Linked DNA regions of Mus musculus: region 1 is linked to region 2. Evidence: chromatin contacts called from public ChIA-PET data. All regions are on one chromosome and are shown on one strand. The core of a region is the stretch at or near the end of the contact, and the rest is flanking DNA. Distances in the headings are between cores, read along the strand shown. Region 1 overlaps Hspa4l (heat shock protein 4 like). Region 2 holds the start of Intu (inturned planar cell polarity protein).

Region 1 (7,486 bases), core at 4,192-6,691, 220 kb after region 2:
ACCCCTTACCTTATTTTTTAATTTTTGTTTTGATTTGATTTGATGTGCTTCAGTGATGTGCTTACGCGCATGTCTGTATAAAAGAGTCAGGTCTTCTGGAACTGGAGTTATAGACAGTTCTGAGCTACCATGTGGGTGCTAAGAATTGACAGGGTCCTCTGGAAGAGCAGCCAGTGCACTTAAACACTGAGCCATCTCTCTAGCCCTGTATCCCCTCATTTTAAATATCATTTGTTAGTTATTTCTACATGGATTGGAATCAGTAGAAAACAATTTTAGTTGTGGTTCAAAATCATTCGTTTCCTTAGATCTATGCTTATTTTTACATATACATACATATACATTGCTAGGCTTGAGAGCATTCTCCTGAACTCTTGCAAAGGTTAGTGTCAGGTGCATTCTGGGGATCTAGAGGTAAAGAACATAGGCTTATATTAGGTGAATTAAATAGTTGTTTCATGTTCTTCATATGTTCCTGTGTTTTAGGTTCTTCATGTCACTTGTATTTTATCTCATGTGTATTGATGTTTTGCCTGCAGTATGTCTGTGTTATGCCTGTTGCTTTCAGAGGCCAGACTCCTTGGAACTAAAGTTATAGATCCCTGTGGACTGCCATGTGGTTGCTGGGAGTTGAATCCAGCTTGTGAAGAATAGTCCCTGCACTTAATTGCTAAGCCACCTCTCTAGCCCTGTTCTGTATTGCTTTTTAAATGTGTCATAAAGGTTAAGTTACTTTAAAATACAGGTTTGGGGGCTGGAGAGATAGCTCAGCGGTTAAGAGCACTGACTGCTCTTCCAGAGGTCCTGAGTTCAAATCCTAGCAACCACATGGTGGCTCACAACCATCCATAATGAGATCTGACGCCCTCTTCTGGGATGTCTGAAAAGAGCTACAGTGTACCTACATATAATAAATAAATGCAGAGAAAAGAAAAGTGTCTGAAGACAGCTAGATTGTACTTACATATAATAAATAAATCTTAAAAAAATAAAGTTCAGGTTACTTGCTCAGATTTATCTCCCATCCCTAAATGCAGCACAGTTAGGCACAAACCTGTCTCCATTAATTTTGAATTTTATACTTAATCCATACTTATTCCTGGGAACTTTGATGTAATACATGTTACATATTCTTAAAATGGATTTTTCCCTTTGTTTTCCCTGTGTCTTAAATTTCTTGTTTTCAAAAACATGTGACTGAAGCTTTAATTTTAAGCTGAGTAGAGTACTAATTTTTTAAAAAAAAGAATTTTATCTTTTTTCTTCATTATTTATTTCATACTTGGAAAATGAATGATAAAAATTAATGGTTTTAAGGACAGGGACCTAAGCAGTCCCTTCAAAGTAGTGTGCTTTGTGTGGAGCTAAAGGTGAGAGGCATGTCTAGTGTTACTAGTTACTATATGTAAGGAACCAACTCATTTCCACTGTGGCGTGACATATAGATGACGCTAAGGCACATGCTGTGTGAGTGGGTGACTCTCAGCATGTCAATCTTGGTTGTAGGTGCGGTACCTGGAAGAAGAGCGGCCCTTTGCAATTGAGCAAGTCACTGGGATGTTGCTGGCTAAGCTTAAAGAGACCTCAGAAAATGCTCTGAAGAAGCCAGTGGCTGACTGTGTGATCTCGGTGAGCAGCAGTACATTGATGTCAATAAAAAAGGGGGGTTCTCTTTGTAATTTCTCCCTTTGGCCAGAAAATAACTTATATTTCCTTTTCTTTGTTAAAAGCTGCCTTATTTGGTAAAGTTTAGAATTGTATCAAGTCGGTTCTGATAATCAGCAAACCTTCAAAGCCCATTGTGTTTTATTATTTTAGTGGCTGCTGCCACTGACACGTGTGAGATTCTTCCTAAGGGACAAGTGAGAAGACTTAGGAGGTGAAAGCACTTGCCACCAAGACAGAGGCCATGAGTTTGGTCCCCAGAGTGCGCATGGTGACAGAGAGACCTAATTCCTGAGGGCTGTCCTCTAATCCTGCCTTTGTGCCTCCTCCCACACATGTACACACCCAAATCCGTATGAAGATACACACTAAATGAATGTAACTTTAAAAATCTTTTTAAAAGATAATCTTCCTAAATAGATTTTAACTTCCCAACTTTAAATACATTAATGTTTTAGGGAAAAAATTAAAAATTCAGAGTTAGTGATGTGAGGTTACAGGTGGGAATTTGAAGTTATAGATACTCTGTCTCAGGAAAAAAACAGATATTTAAGAATCCTTTTTTATCCCCACCAACCCCACCCCTTTTTAAGAATTCTTTTTTAAGGACCTTAATAAAATATTTATCTACCATAGCTTCTCTTGAAATCTCATTGAATAATGTTAACTACCTTTTAACTTACATGTTTTAACTTAATGTAAATATATTAAAGTTGACTACACATAAGTTGAAGAGTTTCATATCAGAAAAAAGAATTAGATTATGAACTGTTCAGTAAACATAACCATCAAATATCCTCATTACTTGAATTCAATTTGAAAGAAATGTTACAGCGTGGTATTTTACTTTGTGAACATTTATAAATAGCAGTTAGTAGTGTTGATCATTGACTAGGCACTGTAGTAGTTTATGTGTATTAACACATTTAGTAAACCTCAGAGATTCCCTCATACGGGTAGACTATTACATCCTAGTTTTCATATTGAGAAATGTAAGGTAATTCATTTCCAAGAGTGTGCTTGCAGTGTTACCACTTTGAATATGTTTAAGATTGGTACAGGTGTCCTAAAGTCTGTCTGTCATAGTCATTGGCATTATGAAGACAGGTCTAGTCTGTGAGTTACTATAACAGCTACAAAAACATGTGTTTTATAAATTACCCCATGAGTATTCTATGAACCATACATATTCATTCACTTATAGATTTTTAAGGAGAAGAATACTGATATCCAGGACAAACAAAATAGGCATCAAACGCAACACAACCAAACTAAAGACTGCTGACTTAAAACTTAAAACTTATGCTGAGCATGATGTCATGTGCCTTTAATCTCAGGACCCAGGAGGCAGAGCCTGGCAGATCTCTGCATTAAAGGCCAGCTTGATTTATATAGTGAGTTCTAGGATAGCCAATATATATATAGTGAAAACCTGTCTAAAAAAAAAAAAAAAAAAAAAAAAAAACCAGCAAACAAATTGCTTAAGTTGGGGGCAATGGGATGGCTCAGTGAGGCAAGGCACTTGCCACTCAAACCTGGGGCCATGCATTCAGCCCTCTGAACCCATGTGAAGGTGAAAGAAGAGAGCTGCTTCCACAGGCTGTCCTCTGACTTTTATAAAAACACTATGATGTTGTACAACCCCCACATACACATCCTAATGAGAGAAACAGTGAGATGGGTATTGTAACTTATACCAAGAATCCCAGCAACCTTGAGGTTATCAAGGCACTGAGTTCTTTTGTACATTAAAATATTCAATAATTTTTTTAAATTTTGGGCTAAATTAAAGTATTTCTTATCTTGACATAAGTAAGAATAAGCAAGTATATATTTTAAACTGGATGTTAACATTTTAGTTTAAACACAGTATTTTTGATGGTTATAAAATAGGTTTTTTCATAGTTTACTATAATATATATTTTCCCTCCTTGGAAACACTTGGATTTCATCTTCTTTCTGTATATACATTTCACAGAAATGAAATTATGCTCTCCATAGCATTTTTTGTTGTTGTGTGTGTGTACCTGCTTGTCTATGTGTGTGCCATGTGTGTGTCATGCCATAGAGGCCAAAAGAGGGCCTCAAATTTTTTGGAACTGGAGTTACAGGGAGTTCTGCCTGATCTGGGTACTGAGAACAGAACTCTAGTACTCTTCAGGAACAGCATGTGCTGTTAACCAACAAGCCATCTCTCCAGCCCCTGCAAGGCTTGGCTTTGCTCTGCTCTGCTCTGCTCTGCTTCTCTCCTCTCCTCTCCTCTCCTCTCCTCTCCTCTCCTCTCCTCTCCTCTCCTCTCCTCTCCTCTCCTCTCCTTTCTTTTTCTTTCCTTTTTTTTTTTTTAGCATAATATACTATTTCGTGGCAATAGAGATCTAGCTGATCTTAGCTATATAGGATTCTACTATATGGATATACTATATTAGATATACCTAACCTTATTTCAGTATAGTCTTAGGGCTTCAGTTTACTATTATTAAATATGGACTAGTATTAAATTAACTTATTTTAGGTGGTTTTTTTTTAGATGAATTCTTACTATGTAGTAGTGTAGTAGCCCTGAATGACCTGAAATTCACTCACCTCAAACTCAGAGATCCTCCTGCCTCTACTTCCCAAGTGTTGGGATTAAAGGTGTATGCCACCTTCCTAAATAGTCTAACATATTAGTCAAGCTTTCAGTACTGTATCAAAATAATGGAGACAGCGTACCTTTGTTACAAAACTGGTTTATTTAGCTCATAGTTCTGAAGGATGAATATTAATAATGGGCAATTCTATTAGTTTGTCCTGTAGTGAGGACATTACAGCATCGTTGGCAAGAATATGTATGAAGAAAAGACCAGACTGCCACACAAGAGTCCAGACAGAAGTGGAGTCCATCATTCCTTTCTAGACCAATACCTCTCAGTTCCCTTAAGCATCTTTAACTAAGTCTACCTCCACAAGGGTCACACTAATGAGCCTTAGAGAGAGCAAGCTAAAGTGCAGCAAACAGACTAACACTGCTTCTTTGAGGCAAACAAAACTGGTGGTCTGCCATACTAATCGCATTTGTGTTCACACTCCAAATCCAGTCTGCATGGCGTAGAAAGTATCCAATTTAAGAATCCACTCTAGCATTTGATGTTGATTTAAAGTCGCATGTTTTCCTGCAGTTACTATTAAGTCTGTGGCGCAGTAACTTATGACTGTTCTTGCCAGATCCCGAGCTTTTTCACCGACGCAGAGAGAAGATCCGTGATGGCCGCAGCCCAGGTTGCAGGCCTAAACTGTCTGAGGCTGATGAATGAAACCACTGCAGGTTGGTGATGGCTACCTTAAAGAGTTAGCATTTTCTATCTACAACTCTTGTATTATTTGTACAAACTCTTGTATTATTTATAATTTGTTGTTTTGGAATACAGAGTTTGAATTCATATTTGAACTTGAAGAGCCGTTACTGCTGTAACTTTTCAGATGAGTCACGAAAATAAAACACTTAAGTAATTTATGAAAAGTTATTGTAGGTTGAATCTATATTTTACCATACTGTATATTAGAGTACCGTGTAAAAATGACTTTTCTTTGTCTTGTTCTCCAAAGCTATACAACATTTAACTTAATATTTGTTCTCACACAGTTGCACTGGCATATGGAATTTATAAGCAGGATCTTCCCTCATTAGATGAGAAACCAAGGAATGTTGTGTTTATCGACATGGGACATTCTGCCTACCAGGTCTCTGTTTGTGCTTTTAACAAAGGAAAACTGAAAGTAAGTAGCTCAGTTACTTTCTATTTATAACTGTGACGAGTGAGAGCACATAGTATATAAAGCCCTTAACAAGTGGACTGAAAGTCTTAGTCTGCCTCTTAAAAGCATAACCATCAAGGCAGGACTGGAGAGATGGCTCAGCAATGAAGAGCACTTGCTACTCTTGCAGAAGATCCAGGTTCAGTTTCTAGCACCCATAGGTGGGCCACAACCACCAGAAACCGGTGGCAGGAGATCTGACCTCGTCTTCTGATTTCTGAGTATAGTAAGTATGCACATGGTGCACAGACATACATGCAGACAAAACATAAATACATCAAAATAAATCTAAACATTCTCATTATATATATTCATATAATATATATAATATATTCATATAATTTTCATATATATACACATACATATTCATATACATGCATACATACATACATACATAATACACATCAACAACAACAAAAAGAATGACCGTCAGCAAGTTTCTTAACTTTGCTCTTACTGATGAAAACCTCCTAGAAGCTGGTTTTGTTTTTTTAATGAACCCTAGCACTCACTTCTCAAGTATGAGTAAAGGAGGGCGTTCCAGGAGCATAGGTGACTCAGTGGCAGCTGCAGCACTATGAAGCCCACAGCAGTGTGATGACTCATAGCAGCTACATCCCTGCAACCTGCTGCTGCAGAGACCTGTGAGCTGCCAGGCCTGTGGGAGAGTCCCCTGGGGTCTCTGTAGCTATGTAGTGCTTGCAATCTGTCTGTCTGTGAGTACTATGTGTCTGTGCTGTTCTGTGTCTGCCATCTGTCCAGATGCATAGCCTTGTGGTACTACCTCCATAGTACTATAATGGAATCCTTAGAATCACAAAATGAAAGGAAATGCCATCGTTGAAATTATAGGTAGTTTTGTATAAGTGGCCGTACGTAATTCTTGGCCTCTAGTCTTGAATTTTAACTTATTAACAAAGGTGGATTTTTCTTTTTTTCTCTCTCTAACTAAATTTAAGTATATTCATCTATACTTTTTCATCAGTGAGTCTTGTTGAAGTCTGATAAATGTAGTGGCCCAACAGCCCTGATTCTCAGTTGAATACACACATCACTACATGGAAGGATGCTTTTGCATTTCATGCTGGGCAGCCCTGTACCCTGTGGATATTCTGTATTCATGGAGTGTGTGTGAGTCTGTTGGAAAATTAGCACCACTTGTTCTTGCATCGTAGTGTGGTGTCCCCTCAAGAAGAAACTACTGAAGAGCCATGCCTGCAGAGTAGTGACTCCCTAATCATGGGATTATGACTGTTTTCTCATTTCTTGGAGAGAAGGGTTAGATATCCTGGAGATCTCTGACTTATGACCTATAGACAGCTGCCCAGCTGCCAGCTCTAGTCTTGTGGGAAGGGTGTTATTTCTTGTGTATTCTTTTGTTCTGTATTGTTATAAAAGTAAAGTAGGTTTTTTTTTAAAAAAATTATAACCAAAAGGCTTAAATTCTAGCCTGGAAATTGACTGATTACATATAATTCTGCAGATTTGCTCTTGGATCTCTTTTCTTGTATGCTTTGCTCTTGTCTGCACTCTTAGAACTGCTGTTTGTTCTTAATTTTCATTTGGGGTTCATATGTTAGAGAACCACTGAATGTGAATTCATGAAATTTTCATTGTCACTCAGTTATTTCAGAAAGAACTGTTCTTCTAATGTGACATGGTGTGTGACAATAGAGCAGGTAGCAAAGAGCAGAGAACTAATTGAGCCAGGTACGAAGGATAATTTAACAAAATATTTGGCATCCAATGATTGACGGGTTCTTTTGGCCTTTACTTTCACAATTTTAGAAGTTTGTTTCTTTGTTTATTTTTTATTTTGTTTTATTTTTTTATTTGTGGTGGTTTGAATACAAGTGTTTCTCAATAGGTTCATATGTTTAAATACTTGGTCTCCAGTTGGTGGAACTATTTGGGAAGGATTAGGAATTGTGACTTTGTTGGAGGAGGTTTGTCAATTAAGGATGAACTTTGAGGTTTCAAAACCTGTTATTCCTAATTTGTGTGTTCCCTCCTCCAACCCCCTTTT
Region 2 (7,090 bases), core at 2,107-4,606:
CAAGGGTGAAGAAGTAGCGGGGGCCCTCATTTAAAACAGAGACTTAGGGGCTGGAGGGATGGCTTGAGGTTTAGGATATTTGCCGAGGACCAAGTTTGATTCCCAGCACCCACATGGTGGCTCACACCATCTGTAACTCCAGTTCTAGGGGATCCAACACTCTCTTCTGACCTCCTCAGGTACCAGGCATGCAAGGGTGCATATGCATACATGCAAGCAACATATCTATACCCATAAGGAAAAACAAATCTTAAGAAACAAACAAACAACGCCCCACCCCCACCCCGGGATTTCTAAGCCTCTCTGTGGATTCTGATCCTGTTGATATGGGGCGAGGTCTCAAATCTCTATGTTTGGTAAGCCCTCGGCGATTCTGTTTGATCAAACATTTGTTTAATTTGATTCATGTATAATAGGAGTTAAATTAAATAGGATCCTAGCTGATCCTCAGCTTTTTGATTTGGGGAAAACCGTTTTATGAGGCTGGATCTCATAAATCCCAGGCTGGCCTCCACCTCTCTCTATAGTCAAGGATGGCCCTGCTCCTCCTACCCATGTCTCCCTGGGGCTGGGGTTACAGACATGCACCACCATAACTGATTTATGTAATGCTAGGGCAGAACTCAGGGCTGCCAGTATGCCACATAAGAACTCTACCAACTGAAGGGCATCCCCCTGCTGAACTCCGACAAACATTGTAAAGGCTAAACCGAACATGGGCTCTATGCTCTCGTGAAGCCACATTGGGGGTTGATGAGCATAGTGTAAAGTTAATAGATGTGCATAGAAATAAGTTATAGACTATTGCTTGTGGGAAGAACACTGGACATTTTGCTATTGAAAATGTCTTTTACAGGGCTGGAGAGATGGTAGTTGAGAGTGTTTGCTGCCCTTCTAGAGGACCTGGATTAGATCAAGTCCCAGAACCTACATGGAAGCTCACAACTGTCTGGAACTCACATTCTAGGGGGTCTGCAGCCCTCTTCTGGCCTCTAAGAACACCAGGAATGCACAGAGTACAGAGATATACCTGCAGGCAAAAACTTATATACATAAGATAAAATATTTTAAAATCTTTTACTTTTTAAATATCTAATAGGTTGCTTTAAAAGTGAAGAAATGCAACCAAGCACAGCAGTGTACATCTTTACTTCCAAGCACTTGGGAAGCAGAGGCAGGACAATCTCTGTGAATATAAAGCCAGCCTGGGGGCGGGGTGGTGGTGGTGGTGGTGGTGAGATGGCTCAGCAGATACGAGCTACTCTTCCAAAGATCCTGAGTTCAATTCCCAGCACTCACATGGTGCCTCACAACCATCTGTAATGGAATCTGATTCCCTCTTCTAGTGTATATGAAAACAGAGCAATTCTAAACATAAAATAAATAAATAAATCGAGAGAGAGAGAGAGAGAGAGAGAGAGAGAGAGAGAGAGCTACCCAGCTATCCTGGTCTAAAGTTCCAGGCCACCCAGGGCTACACAATGAAACCCTGTCCCAAGCAAATCATTAAACAAGCAAGCAAACAAACAAATGGCTAACTTATCAAAAAGGTGCCTTAAAGCCCTTTTATTTGGAAATAAAATCTTGGCTAAATGTTATTGTTTGAGATAACAGAAGTAAAAGGTATACACATTTTATCAAAATTTAACGTAACTATTATGGAAAGTCCCCTTATTACAGTGACACCCCCCCCCCCCCCCCGTCTGACAGTAGGCTATAAGGCACTTGTCATCTCAGAGGGGTCATGCCTCATCCCCAGGAGAAAGAAATGCAAAAGAATAGATACACACAGGCATTATTGAGTCTTCCCACTCAGCCTGTTAGCAGTCTGGCCTATGTGACTCCGTTTCTAAAAGGTTCAGAGAGCCTCCAGATCTATGAGTACATGGAGGGACTTGGAGAGAGACCACTGACAAAAGCCACTGAGACACCATCCCTTCTCCCATACCTCCCCTGTGAATCTTTTGGTCTATATTCTTTGTAATGATGTACAGTAAAAGGGTAACTATAAGAATTTTCCTGAATCTGTAAGCTGCTCAAATAGATTAGTCAAGCGCAAGGAGAGAGCTATGGAAACCTCATTTTGCAGGCAGTGGACAAGTAAAAACAAGCTGGGTCTCCTGACTGCCATCTTAAAGCGCAGGGCAGTAAAGAGGAGCAGTCTTGGGGAGTGATCCTCAACATGTAGGGTTTGAGCTTCAAAATTTCTGGATTAGGGTTCACTGGCTTTCATAGACTCTGCTGATGTTCACTGGATTAGGTTGATGCTGTTGATGTCCACTGCTTGCTTGCTTCTGGGAAGAAGTCTCCATACCTTTTGAGGTCACAGGCATTTCTTTGGTGATTTTTTTCCTAGACACAGAGTGATATTATGTGCATCATTTAGGCACTGTAACCTACTGTTGATAGTCCTACTTAAATACAGTCAGTGTGGTGTGATGCTTTGGTGGCTTGTCTTCTAACTAGTCAGCGACTATAAGTGACTAACAGGTGCGTTACATAGACAATGTACATACACCCAACAAAAGGAAGTTTACTACCAAGTGGGATGGAGCAAGACTGTGAGATTTCCCCACATAACCCAGAGTGATGCACAATCTAGAACTCGTTCCATTCTGGAACTTATCACCTAATACTTTCACACTTTGTCTGATCTTGGAAGATGAAACCACAGAAAAGGGGACCTGGAGAATTGACTCCTGAGGAGAAAATGTAGCGTGTTGTAATTAATGCTTAAAGTTCATTTCTTGGTTGGCTTTGTTGCCTGCTAGCTGTATACTCATTCTTAATTCATTAAGCCCTGTTTTTAAATTTAATTACAGAAAAATATTTACTTCATTGTATGCAAATATTTAGAATGGCTATGAATAGAGACAGAATGTAATTGAGTCAGCAATGGATGACACAAAGATAGCGATTATGTACCTAAACATAGTTGATGTAACTATTCACAAATCACAAATAAATTAAAAAAAAAAAGAATTGAGAGATTTGCATTAGCACCTAGAGGTGCATGGAAGAGGGTCTTTACCTCTAAGGTACTGTTTATCAAAATAAGACAAACAAAAACCGCCCCAAAACTAGCCAAACGGAATCTTTTGGATCACAATTTTAAAACATAATAGAAAAAAGAAAACAAGACAGTGTGCAAACTGTCAATATGAAAAGAAAAAAAGGAAAAGGGAAAAACGAGTCTCAGCCTGGCTCGTCGCGTGGAAGAGCGTGGGGAAATGCCAAACAGCAAAGAAGTTTGCACAGCCCCCCCCCCCCCAAAAATGCTCAGCGTCTGTACCGGGAAGCTTCCCCGTCTCCCAGGCAACCGGCGCCTCAGCCAATCGCAACTGAGTATCGGGGTCACGTGGCCCGACCTGGCAAAATGGCGGCGCTGCTGGAGGCGCGGCTGGCGGGCTCTGGCGTCTGAGCTTCTGCCCCGGAGCTCTCGCGACCCAGAGGATGGCGGGCCTTGCGAGGGGAGACTCGCGTGGGCGCCCGCCCGAGCTCCCTGGAGACCTGTCCTCACAGGAAGAGGAAGAGGAGGAAGGCGACTCCGACGCCGGGGCCAGCAGCTTGGGCTCCTACTCCTCAGCCAGCAGTGACACGTAAGGCTCCTGGAGACTGCGGGTCCCCTGCCCTTGCTCGCACGCACGGGGAGCGGGGAGCAGTTCGCTGGCGGGCTTGCTCCGGTTTCTGGATAAGGGGTGGGGGTGGGGGTGGGGGTCCCTGCCTCTGGTGGGTTCTGTGTCTGTGAAGGATCATTGTTGTGCTCTGTAGCACTGCCTTCTTACCTCACTGTGTCTTAGAGCATTCTTTAACATTTATTTTTATTATTTTTTTATTACATGTACCTGTGTGTCTTTGTGTGGGTATCTGCACATAAGTGCAGGTGCCCACAGAGGCCAGAAGAGGGCATTGAATCCCTGGAACTAGTGTTTTCCCGGGTTGTGAGCAAGCATGTTGGTGCTTGGAACTGAACTCCAGTCTTCTCCAAGAGCAGCAAACACACCTAACTTATGAAGTCCCTCTGCACCCTCAGACTCCTGAGTATTTGCTGGGGAGAGACACCGTACACACACTTTGTGAGGCAACTATTTAATATTAGGGAGGTGTTTTTTTCCTCTTGTGGAAATGATAGCATAAAGAGGAGCCTCACTATCAAGACATTCTCTCTGGCTTTAGGATAGTCAGGCTGTATTTTTCTGTTCAACCCCAGGGTTTCTTTTATTTCAAGTCAGAATTCTTGGTAATATCATAAGTAAGTTATTTTGAGTCACAGTATTTCAATTCTTAAGGAATCTATCCCTGTTGCTATGGATTAAGGACTTCTTGGAATAACTACTGATAACTTAGAATGATTATTAGTGAAAGGATTCAGGTCACTGTGTGCCCAAAGGCTGTCCATACTTTTAGGGGAACATCCTATGTGCAGTTGGAACTAGCAGTTATGAATAACTGATCATCTTCAATCAACAGTATGTAACACATTCTTTTTTGTCACTAAAAGTAAGGGGAAAACCTGCTCAAATCCACTCTAGAAGCTTACTACAGAGAGATTGTAGTCTTAAAACTTCACACAGATGTAAAAATATCAACTTTGTAAGCTGTTGTTGTCATCTTAAAAAATGATTTAAAACTTTGTGGTTGGTTGCTGTGGTAAGAAATTATGACCAAAGGCAACTTAGACCCCAGGTCAGGGTCCGTTATGAGTGAAGGGCTTCAAGGCAGGACCTTGAAGCAGGCCTGGGTTGCCATTCTACATAGCAGTACCTCCAATCTGAGAACTCCCTTCACGGCCAAAGCTGCAAGGCAGAAAGCATGGAGGGCACTGCTGGCTGGCAGGCGGGCGGGCAAGCTTATGCCTTGCATGCTTTCTTACCTAGTTTACGTGATTTCCCCACATCTTAGTCACACACTTTTATCCTAGAAATATTTGCACTGTTACCATGAACACAGAAACACTGACCTAACTCCTGAAGGGGCATCCAGCATACAGTGGGATTTTCTTGAGAACCTTGTAGGAAAAGTCGATGTCTTTATCAGTCATTTACCAGTCACTCCAAATATTCCAGTGTCCTTGTCCTGATAATACACTCTTACTGCAAAGTGTTTGGCTGGTTGTTCCAAAATTAAGATTTTTTTTTTTGGTCTGTCCTTTGTTGGTATGTGTAACATGAAGAGAAAATTGCTGACCTGCCTTGGGAAGGTTTTGTTCAAATATTTTATTATATTACGTATTTACTGCCATAAGCTACAGTATTGTGCAAGCTGGGCCACCCTGCTTTGGGAAGAACCACTCTGATGGAAGGCTTAGGATCATGAATCCGAACCTTTCAAATCAGAGAGATAAGACTTGCCGGTTACCCCTGTGGACTCCATGAAGCACACAGAGAGAGGCATATTCCATATCCTAGACTTTTAAGATTCCCGTTACTGACTGACTCTTCTTTTTGCAAGCTATTATTTCATGCGTGTTTGCAATCGAAATGCAGTTTGACCTACATATGATCATGTTAGTTTATTATTTGTGAGATGAAACTGCCTTAGGATAATATTCTGGTAGGGTTTTAAAAATATTTAATGTGTGTCTAGGTGTGGCTGTGTGTGTAAGTGCCTGTATTTGTGTGAGCCTGTGTGTGTTTACATGTGTGTGTGCCCATGTGTGTGTGCTTGCTCACAGTTGCCATAACGAAAGTATGGAGGTCAGAAGACAACTTGAAAGAGTTGATTCTCTCCCCCTACCATGTGGATTCAGGGCATCACACGTAGGTCATCCAAGTGCAAGTGTCCTCACTTGCCGCGGCATTCCTCTGGCCCCAAGTTGTTCTTTTAGTAGATTTATTTTAGGCTTGTTATGGTCGAGGGAGGCTTTAGATAGAAGATGCCATTGTGTCTAAACCTGGCACATGGGCATGACCTCAGGGGGCTTCAGAGACCAAACAGGGGAGAGGATAGGGTTAAGGGACCCACTGATGGCTTCAGGACTAAGATAATAAACGCCTTTCCTTAGCAGTGAAGCCAGGCTTCTCTGCTTTGCTGTGCAGTTCCCAGTTCATTGAAGCAACAGTGATTAGTTCATGATGGCCAGAGATGACAATTTTATGACATCAATCTTTGATTTTTTTAAAGTGTTTTGGTTTTGGGTTTTTTTGTTGTTGTTTTTTGTTTTGTTTGTTTGTCATTGTTAGTTTTATAACTAGGGCTGAGGGGCAAGAAGAGGGGTGACTGTGAAATAGATTCTGCCTGAGAAACTTCTACCTAAAGTAAGATTGGCTAGAGAAGAAAGCAAATACTTCCTTTGCATGCCTGAGATTTTCAAGTCACTTTACTGAGGCATATGTGCAAGCCTGCACTTCCATCCATCAGCAGGGCACATTATGGCTCACCCAGATGTTTCTCCACGTGTCTGAGACCATGCGTTCCCTCTCTCTCTGGGACCACTCGCTTTCTGCCACTGCAGGTGGCTTTGTATTTTCCAGAGTTTTGAAAAAGTGCGGTGTTTAGTCTCTGTTTTATCTTTTTTTTTTTAATTTTGTTACTATGGTAGATCCTCTCCCTCTCCCTCTCCTCTTTCTCCCTCTCCCTCTCCTCCCTCTCTCTCTCCCTTTCCTTCTCTTTCTCCCTCTCTTTCTCCCTCTCTTTCTCCCTCTCTCTCTCTCTCTCCTTTCTCTCTCTCTCTCTTCTGAGTACAATTCTGCTGCCTGTCTAGATAAGTACTTACCTTTGTCTTGGGTTTTGACATGGACAGGAGTGACTTATAGGATGCCATATACTTCTGTTTGAAGTTCTCTTTTTTTCTCCTGTTCTGAGCCCTGGTTTTTCTTTTAATTAGTTCTTTTATAAACTAACATAGTTTAATAAGATAAGGAACATGAAAGTGGGTTAATGCTGTATAATTCCCAACTGCCACCTCACACAGTTCAGCGTGTTATAAAGGGAATTGTCTCCCTTGCCTTTCCTCCATCTTCTCGCCACAGTCTCGGTTTACATCCTTAGACTTGATTGCTGTGCGCACACCCTGGGCTGTACCCCAGCCCTCACTTGTCTCCTCTCGACATACTGCCTTACTACCAGGGCTTGCCACTCCTCTCTCACA

Evidence for each region. ChIA-PET counts read pairs in DNA pulled down with a chosen protein or histone mark.
Region 1: an RNA polymerase II ChIA-PET map of effector CD8 T cells shows a contact between it and region 2, with 14 read pairs. The contact joins the enhancer-like site here to the promoter of Intu in region 2. A contact is called at or near these places in 18 of 39 promoter capture datasets (the C10 cell line, the HPC-7 cell line, HPC-7-derived erythroid cells and 11 more), 4 of 484 Hi-C or Micro-C datasets (bone marrow-derived macrophages, cranial neural crest, liver and 1 more), 14 of 115 datasets of contacts at active chromatin or transcription factors (the SCID.adh cell line, bone marrow-derived macrophages, craniofacial prominence and 11 more) and 3 of 9 other capture datasets (adipose tissue, liver and pancreatic islet).

The regions. Positions count from the first base shown.
Region 1 is chr3:40,755,495-40,762,980 of GRCm38.p6, forward strand. It overlaps Hspa4l (heat shock protein 4 like), which reads left to right. Exons shown (of 19, transcript NM_011020.3): 4 at 1,507-1,629; 5 at 4,870-4,969; 6 at 5,288-5,421. Among named protein-coding and RNA genes, the nearest start is that of Hspa4l, 14 kb to the left of the region's middle. Within about 2 kb of position 5,442, at least 39 of the 459 cell types and tissues checked have an H3K27ac peak or open chromatin away from gene starts, as enhancers often do. A contact at or near this core is called in effector CD8 T cells, where this site is marked.
Region 2 is chr3:40,537,411-40,544,500 of GRCm38.p6, forward strand. Intu (inturned planar cell polarity protein) reads left to right here and starts at 3,357. Exons shown (of 16, transcript NM_175515.5): 1 at 3,357-3,599. The coding sequence starts at 3,454.